Linked DNA regions of Mus musculus: region 2 is linked to region 1. Evidence: chromatin contacts called from public HiChIP or PLAC-seq data. All regions are on one chromosome and are shown on one strand. Each heading gives the region's core, a stretch centred on a gene start, on an enhancer-like site or on the middle of the called end of the contact. The rest is flanking DNA. Distances are from core to core; before and after follow the strand shown. Region 1 holds the start of Chrd (chordin). Region 2 overlaps Gm16863 (predicted gene, 16863).

Region 1 (4,023 bases), core at 437-2,936:
AGGTGGATTTCTGAGTACGAGGCCAGCCTGGTCTACAGAGTGAGTTCCAAAAGATTGAGCCCAGAGCATGTCTTGATTCTCAGCACTTGGGAGGCAGAGGTAGGTGGATCTCAGAGAGTTTAAGGCTAGCCTGGTCTACCTAGTGAGCCAGGGCTGCATAATGAGATCTTATTTAAAACAGACAGACAGACAGACAAACAGACAGACAGACAGATTGACTGGGCTCAGTCTTTCTACTAGGGGTACAGGGACCTGGAGCGCTAAACCCCCTCAGCTCTGTGGGCAAGCCTGCCCTTGATTGCTCAATGATCCTCTTCTAGTCCTACCACTATACATGTGACAAGAGAAATAACCAGGCCCATCTGTCCCTGTCTTAGGAAGGACAGCTGCCGAGCCTCCCCCACAAATACCTCTTTGCTGGCTCCTCTCTTCCTTTGGCCCTGGCTCTAGCTCCTGTGCTTTCTCCCCAGTCCCTGTCTCCCCACAGTCTCTGTCCTCAGGGACCTTGTGGCCTGACCCTGTCCTCTCTCCCTTGTCTTCCTCAGGCTTTCTCTGCGCCTCAGAGAGGATGGGCTATCTACTGAGGCGTATGGCCTGGATCCCGGAATTCTCCAGTTGAATAAGAGATGCCTTCTAAGATTAGGAAGCCTAGTGCTGGGATAGTGGGAAGAACGGTGCGCGCGCGCGCGCGCGCGCGCGCGCGTGTGTGTGTGTGTGTGTGTGTGTGTGTGTGTGTGTGTGTGTGTGTAGGATGGGGAGGCTTGTCTAGAAAAGCAGGACAAAGGAGGTGGGGACTGAGCTGGAGAGGAAGAGGGTCATCTCTTGGATGAAGGAAAAGCATGAGAGAGCCAGAGGTGGTAGTTGGATGGACTTGAGAGCAGGTTGGGGTGCTGGTGAATTATGACTCCACTCAGGGAAGCACTGCTTGATTCTGGGAAGCACAGGCTAGGTTCCTGTCCCTGGGAAGTGAAGAAAGAGGAGAGACCTTAGAAGGGAAATAGGAATACAGCCAGAGTGAAAGGAAGGGGGTGCTGTGGGTCCTAGGTAGGGGTGGATCGGTGTCATTTTCAAAGACAAGTCCTCATCCTCCAGCGGCCCATCTCGTTCAAGAGTGCCACAGGCCCGAGGCTCAGCCTCTGCCCTTCACTAGCCTGAGCCTCTGGTCTTGGGGTGGACACCACCTCCAGGGGTGGTCGCAAGGAGCGTGTGTGGGGGTGTCGAGGCCCGCCTCTCCTCTCCCTCTTTGCGCCCCCTAGTTCCTCCCTTCCCCCTACCCACTCCGCTCCCCCCTCCTCCAGTCCCTCCCTCCTCCCCTGCCGGGTCCCAGCCTGTCCCCCTCCCCCACTCGCGATCCGGCCGCTGCTGCTGGGCCGGACCCCCCGGGCTCAGCCGGGCTCCTTGTGGAGCCGCCGCCGCGCCCCGTTTGCTGAAGAGGAGGCCCCGGGCCCGGACGCCTGGCGCGGGCATAAAACGGGCCAGAGCCGGCGCCTAGGGCACTAAAGTGGAGTACGGCCCGGGTCAGCGCCCCTCCGCCCGCTCTCTCCCGCCCCGCCCGGCCGGGAGCCGACCAGGCGACTGTGAGACGAGCCCCTCGCCACTGCCCCCCTCCTGGCCCCGGCCCCCTCCTGCCGGCCCGCCTCCGGTCCGGCCCTACTCCCTCTCCTGCTCCCTCCTCCCGCCCGCCTCCCCAGCTGTCTGCTCCGCGTCATGCCGAGCCTCCCGGCCCCGCCGGCCCCGCGGCTGCTCCTCGGGCTGCTGCTGCTCGGCTCGCGGCCGGCCAGTGGCACTGGCCCTGAGCCCCCAGCACTGCCCATCCGTTCCGAGAAGGAGCCGCTGCCTGTCCGGGGAGCGGCAGGTAGGTGGGCTCCAGGGGGAGGTGCGGGAGGGGAGTCTGACTCCTGGCAAGTCTACATCCACAGGGAGAGGGCCCCGGGCGCAGGTGGCTTCGCGCAGCGGGAGGGTGGGAGGGGAAAGCAGAGGCGGCGAGGTGCACGGTGCCAAGGGACCATGGGCCTGGCGGGCAGAGCCCGGAGCAGGCATTACGGCACGAGCAACCGGACAGCGGCCGCCAGCCAAGCCCGTCCCCGCAGGCTGCTCCTTCGGCGGGAAGGTCTATGCCTTGGACGAGACGTGGCACCCGGACCTGGGGGAGCCTTTTGGGGTGATGCGCTGCGTGCTGTGCGCCTGTGAAGCGGTGAGTGGATAACGCAGCTGCCTGCCCTACTCTAGAGGGTAGCGGAACGCTGGTGTCCTAAGTAGTAGACTCGGAGATGCTCAGGGGAAGGCTGGTCCGCAAATCGGAGGAAACCGCTTTCAAGTCTGCGGTGTTGACAGTTATTGATCGCCCACAATGTGACTGGCTTTTAGCCAACTTCCCCCCTCCCGTTACAGTATTGCTAGATAAATGACATTATTAGTTCTACTTTGCAGACAGGGACGCCGAGGCTCAGAGAAGTTAAGAAACTTTGGACGGGCCATGTAACTTGTAAATAGCAGAATTGACTGTCTGCAGCCCTGGGGTCTGATGGTTTCATTCCCTTAATTTTCCTATGTTCTCTGCCATCAGCCTCAGTGGGCTCGCCGTGGGAGGGGTCCTGGCAGGGTCAGCTGCAAGAACATCAAACCTCAGTGCCCCACCCTGGCCTGCAGGCAGCCGCGCCAGCTGCCAGGACACTGCTGCCAGACCTGCCCGCAGGGTGAGGCCCGCTGTGCCCGGAGTTAGGAGGGTGGAAGGCTCTACACTAGGTCCTGTACGACTTGCATCGCGGAGGAGGACTGGTCCTCCTGGTACCTTTCTGAAGCCAGCCGTCTTATTCCTTACCCCGGATGCAGAGCGCAGCAATCTAGATCCACAGCCCGCTGGCCTGGTCTTCGAGTATCCAAGGGATCCAGAGCATCGCAGTTACAGTGATCGAGGGGAACCCGGCGTTGGGGAGCGGACCCGTGCTGATGGCCACACAGGTAGGCTGGGGTGGAGGTGGGCCTGATGAAGTTTGAGTCCCGCGGCAAGGCTTGACAGTGCTCAGGCCATCTTCTCTTCTCGAAGACTTTGTGGCGCTGCTGACAGGACCGAGGTCGCAGGCGGTAGCTCGTGCTCGAGTCTCTTTGCTGCGCTCAAGTTTACGCTTCTCTGTCTCCTACCAGCGGTGAGACCGGGAAAAGGGCAAGGACTAGGAGTAGTAAAGGGGGCAATAAAGAGGAGCCTGTAGGCTATAGATCCAGTCTCACTGGACCTCTCTTCACAGGCTGGACCGTCCCAGCAGGGTTCGTTTCACAGATCCCACAGGCAACATCCTGTTTGAACACCCTGCAACCCCCACCCAGGATGGCCTGGTGAGATGATGCCATTTAAGAGTGCTTATCCAAAATCGGCACTTGCTGAGAGCATGCTTTGCATTGCCTCCTTTGGTTCTCACAACAGCCCAGTGGGAGAAAGGCCCTGACATTATGATGCCCATTTTACAGAGGAGGGAACTGAGGCTCAGAATAGCAGAATGTGATTTGTTCAAGGTCATTTGGCTAGTAAGTGGTAAGCCAGGACTTAAAATCAAGGCTCATGGGTCCTTCTTAAGAGGGTCTGGGGTCTCCCTTCCATGCTCCTTCCTCATTAGACCTGGGTCTTTTAGGTGGCTTGTCCTGCATAATTACAGTAGGCATTCTTCCCTCTTCTCTCAAGGTCTGTGGGGTGTGGCGGGCAGTGCCTCGGCTGTCTGTGAGGCTCCTGAGGGCAGAGCAGCTTCGGGTAGCCCTTGTGACATCCACTCACCCTTCAGGAGAAGTCTGGGGGCCTCTCATTTGGCAGGGTGCTCTCGCTGCAGGTAAGGGGAGTGAGCAGTTCTCAGATGTCAAGAGCTGAGCCTTCAATAACCCAAGGGTGGGTGGACTGAAGAGAGGATTTTCTTATGGCTGTCATGGTCTAACACTCCCCAGAGACCTTCAGTGCCATCCTGACCCTGGAAGACCCACTGCAGCGGGGTGTGGGGGGCATAGCCCTGCTCACCCTCAGTGACACAGAAGATTCCT
Region 2 (4,023 bases), core at 907-3,406, 510 kb after region 1:
AGTCAGGAAGGAGGCACCAAAAGGTGAGACAGGACTACTCTGTCCTGTCCCTGGGGGCTGGGAAAGGGGACAGTGGGAGAAAGAGGCTTTCGGAGTTGGTGTGGAGCTGAGCTGGGAGGCCACAGCGTTGACAGAGAGATACCATCCTTGGTGAAGCAGGTGCAGGTCTGGGACAGAGCAGCTGGACAAGGCCTCTGGCCCCACCCAGAGGGGAGCTGCACCTCTGGCCCCAGGAAATCCAAGGGAGTCTGAGGATCCAGCTCTATCTTGCATCATAAGACCCTCAAAGTCCAGAAGAGCCACCAGCTCTCTCTCTCTCTCTCTCTCTCTCTCTCTCTCTCTCTCTCTCTCTCTCTCACACACACACACACACACACACACACACACACTCAAAAGGGCATTCTGCAAAGACGTCAGTGTTTAGGCCATTTGGGGAACAAGGTGGAGGCAGGGTCTGATTCCTGAAGGTGTAGGATGGATTTCCCCAGCTTGGGTCCTTTCTGATTTTAATCTCTACCTCAGTTTCCATTCCCTTATATCTACAGTGGGATGGAAACCCTCCCTTGGGTGTTGGTCCCACCGCTCTGGGTCTGCTCTCACCCCCAGCATGGGGTGGGGTGGGACTTACTGCCTGGGTCTCAGCTTCCACATCTGTCATACAAGAAGGGTGACTCCCATCTTCTTGAAGGCCCCTTCCAGCTCCAACTTGCTTGGTTCTATTCTGAGAAGAGAGCCCCACCTCTGGGGAGGGGGAGCATGAACATTCTTTCAGCTGCGATTCAACCCGGGCACATGTTTGCCCAGCCCCATCCTTCACATTTAGCCTGTAGCTGTTGCCACGATGGGCACGCCCTTGGCACCGCACTCTCTTCCCTCCCCCACGAGCCAGAGCCACAGGTGGGTGGCTCGCTTCTTGTGATGCCTAGGGGGATTGGAAGGACAAAACAAGGGGATGGGAAAGAAGAGGGAAGGGGCTGGGTTTGTAGAACTGGAGGTGTCCCTGAGTACTTGAGTTGAATTCCAGCTCTGTCCACGCAAGTGAGTGTTCTAGGACAAAAGTTTTATTAACCTTTTGGGACTCTGTTCCCTCTTTTATGAACTAAGAATAATAAAGATTTTAAAAGCATTCGATTACTGTGAGGATTAATTGAAAGAATACTTGTCAAGTGCCTGGTTTATGTATAGCTCTGTTCTCTGCAAGACAGGCACCACACCCCCTTTTTCTGTTCCGTGAAAGCCCTGTGGGGGCGCTTTGACGACTTTCTGAGAGGCGCTAGAGGCAGCCCGGCCAGCTCACCCTAGTGACAGTCTGAGTCCTGGGCCTGGAAGCCTCAGCCTGGAAGCCCGGCTTGGCCGCTGGCCCTCCTGCCCCACCCCCACCCGCCCTGGGAGCGCACCAGCGCCTTTGATCTGCAGCCTTCAGTGGGATTAGGAGTCCGCGAGCCGGGCTCCCTGGGTCCCCGCTCCCCGTCGCCTTCTCTCGGGCCCTCGGGCTGGCTCCGCCGCCGGTGGTCCCCGCCCCTCCTCCGGGCAGGCCACTGGGATTCCCCCGCGACAAGCTGCACAGGGAGGGAGCGGAGGCCCGAGCGGGAAGCGTCCTCCTGGACATTTTTGGCCGGGGACTCTGTGTAAAGTGTTTAAAAAGAAAAACTCTCCGGAGGAGGATGTAACCTTTTCTTAACATCTGGGGCTCAATTAGCTAATGACAGCAAAGCCTTCTCCGGTGTCGCTGACCCCTGGGCAGCAGCCCGGCTCCCCCACCCCCGGTATTTATACAGCTGCGGCCCCTCGCTGGGACGGGGAGCAGGGGGCTTGGCTGGGTTATCTCGGCGGAGATCCGCCGCCCACCCCCCCAAAAACCGAGAAAGGCTTAGCACGCAGTCCCACCGCCAGGCCCCTCAGCTCTCCTGGGCGTCTCTCCCTCGCCCTTCCCCTCCCGATCCTTCACGGCCCCCGCCTCCCTGCGCTCTCCCTCGGCTACGCTCCCCTCCCCCGCACCCTTCCTTTCTGCTGCGGCCCTCTCTCCCTGCTTCTCTGCTCTCTTTTCCCGGTTCGCGGGTCTGAGTTTCGACCTGAGTTCGCTACCCCTCCACACTCTTCCCCTTGGCTTCTCTCTCCTCCTCCCCTGCCTCTGCCTGCCTGCCTGTCTCTTTTCTCCCTGCTATCTGTCTCTCCTTTCTCCCTAGAGGCCTCCCTTTGCTCTCTGGCCCTCTGAATGGTTCCCTTGTCCGCCTCTCCCCCCGGGTTCCATGTCCATTTTAGCGCTTCCTCCCCACCTTTGTCTCCCAGCCTTACCCTCTGAATGCCTGTCTGTCTTCCGTGGAGGTGCCCTGTCTGCCAGACATCTACTCACACTAGGGCACAACCCTAGTGCTGGGCCACCTGTGGGCCAAGCATCCTGCCCAAAGCCCCTAGCTGGACACTTTGGGAGCTGACTAGGGTCTCAAGTGTGCAATGTTTAGGAGAGTGACATTTGTCCCCGTTCCGGGTTTTAAGGGCTTGTGTTGAGGCTCTCCTGGTTACAGCCAGAGGGGATCTGAGGGCTTATGAAGACACTCATTGGCTCCAGCTGCTGGAATCTCACTTTCCCTGCTTGGGCCCCCAGGCTCCTTCTCCCCCACCACAACCTGCCTATTTTGAACCCAGGGACAGTTTAAACACTCCCCATTCCGTTTCCTTCAGCACAGTAACGCAGGCCATACACTTTTTGGTTCTTTTTTTACTTTTTAATCACCAGTACCAAGGAGAAAGCGATAAAGCACAGGAGAAAACACAGAAAGGGCAACGCGCGCAAAATAGGCATGCCCGACGGCAGCTCAGAGGCCGGAAGGAAAGCACAGAACGTAGGATGCCAAGGAGTGGATTTTGTCACTAACGCCATTGTTTCTAGAAGTCTGTAATCTTGGAGCATTACTTTACAGGCCTCAGTTCCCTCTATAAAATGGGTCTGATTGTAATTAAGCAACAACAAACCACATTGCTTGTAAAACAGCAGACATTGGGAACCGGTCTTTCATTTGAGTTTTGTTTCCTGAGAAAATCTGGGAGTTTAGGATTCCCCCACCCCTTCCCCAGAATACAATTATATTCCAAAATTCTTCATCTCAGTCGTTAAAGCATATTACATTCTCTCATCCCCCTTCTATCAAAGGGCGAGGGCTTCAAGTTCTTTTAACAGAAAACGACAGACACAGGCAACGTTTGTTAAGCGGTGGGAACTGTCCCAGAGTTCTCCAAGCCCTTTGGATGAGGATACGAAGGCCCCGCGGTGTGCTTTGAGGGTGCTTAGTGGATCTTCAGGAAAGCCAGCCAGGCAAACAAACAAGACAATACTGTTGCCCAGATTCACACGTGGGAAAACAGAGAGATGGCGTTGTCTAAGGACCACCGACGTCTCCGAAGAAATAGCACCACTGAACTGGATCTGTTCTCTGGCTGTTTGTGCTGATGGGGCAGAAGAGAAGGGTTTCTTGGAAACCTTTGGAAGCTAGCTAGATTCAAGTTAGTGAGGGGCCCAATTGTCACCCCCCTCTTGACCCTGAGCTGGCTTGGATTGGTTCAGGAAGCAGCGGGTCCGCCGAGACATCGACTGCTGCCCCAGTGCCCTCCGGATGGAGAGTGCCGAGACGACTTAATTTGCAGGAAGACGCTCACACTAGCTCATCTCGGGCCAGCCAGGACGCAATGGGGGGTCGGATTTGGCTCCTCCCAAGACCCCTCCCCAAAATCCTGTCTGGGCGCACGCTAGAGGTAGTGGCGGAAGAAACCAGAGCTCTGGCGCCAGCGCCGAGAGGGGATGGGGAGGGCAAGCCTCTGGGAGCTTGGCTGCCTCTTGCCAAGGTCAATCAAGCCGTCCCATATTCAGGAGCGCTGCGAGCACCGGGCAGCGGGCCCAGCCAGGGAGGGTGCACCGTACCCGGGCGAGCGCTTCCCGCGCCTCCCGGCAGGTGCTCGAACCTTAAGCGGGCAAGGAGCCGGTGCCCAGGCAGAGGCCAGAGCCCGGCAGCAGGCGCGGGCGTGGGA

Evidence for each region. HiChIP or PLAC-seq counts read pairs in DNA pulled down with a chosen protein or histone mark.
Region 2: a FOXA1 HiChIP or PLAC-seq map of pancreatic cancer cells shows a contact between it and region 1. The contact joins the enhancer-like site here to the promoter of Chrd in region 1. A contact is called at or near these places in 4 of 39 promoter capture datasets (all in embryonic stem cells), 2 of 484 Hi-C or Micro-C datasets (both in embryonic stem cells) and 4 of 115 datasets of contacts at active chromatin or transcription factors (embryonic stem cells and pancreatic cancer cells).

What each region holds. Positions count from the first base shown.
Region 1 is chr16:20,731,441-20,735,463 of GRCm38.p6, forward strand. Chrd (chordin) reads left to right here and starts at 1,687. Exons shown (of 23, transcript NM_009893.2): 1 at 1,687-1,855; 2 at 2,091-2,194; 3 at 2,567-2,696; 4 at 2,833-2,961; 5 at 3,047-3,146; 6 at 3,246-3,333; 7 at 3,677-3,818; 8 at 3,931-4,023. The coding sequence starts at 1,708. It also overlaps a transcript of Thpo not described here.
Region 2 is chr16:21,244,790-21,248,812 of GRCm38.p6, forward strand. It overlaps Gm16863 (predicted gene, 16863), which reads right to left. Exons shown (of 5, transcript NR_046162.1): 5 at 2,710-4,023. Among named protein-coding and RNA genes, the nearest start is that of Mir7680, 9.3 kb to the right of the region's middle. Within about 2 kb of position 2,157, at least 140 of the 459 cell types and tissues checked have an H3K27ac peak or open chromatin away from gene starts, as enhancers often do. A contact at or near this core is called in pancreatic cancer cells, where this site is marked.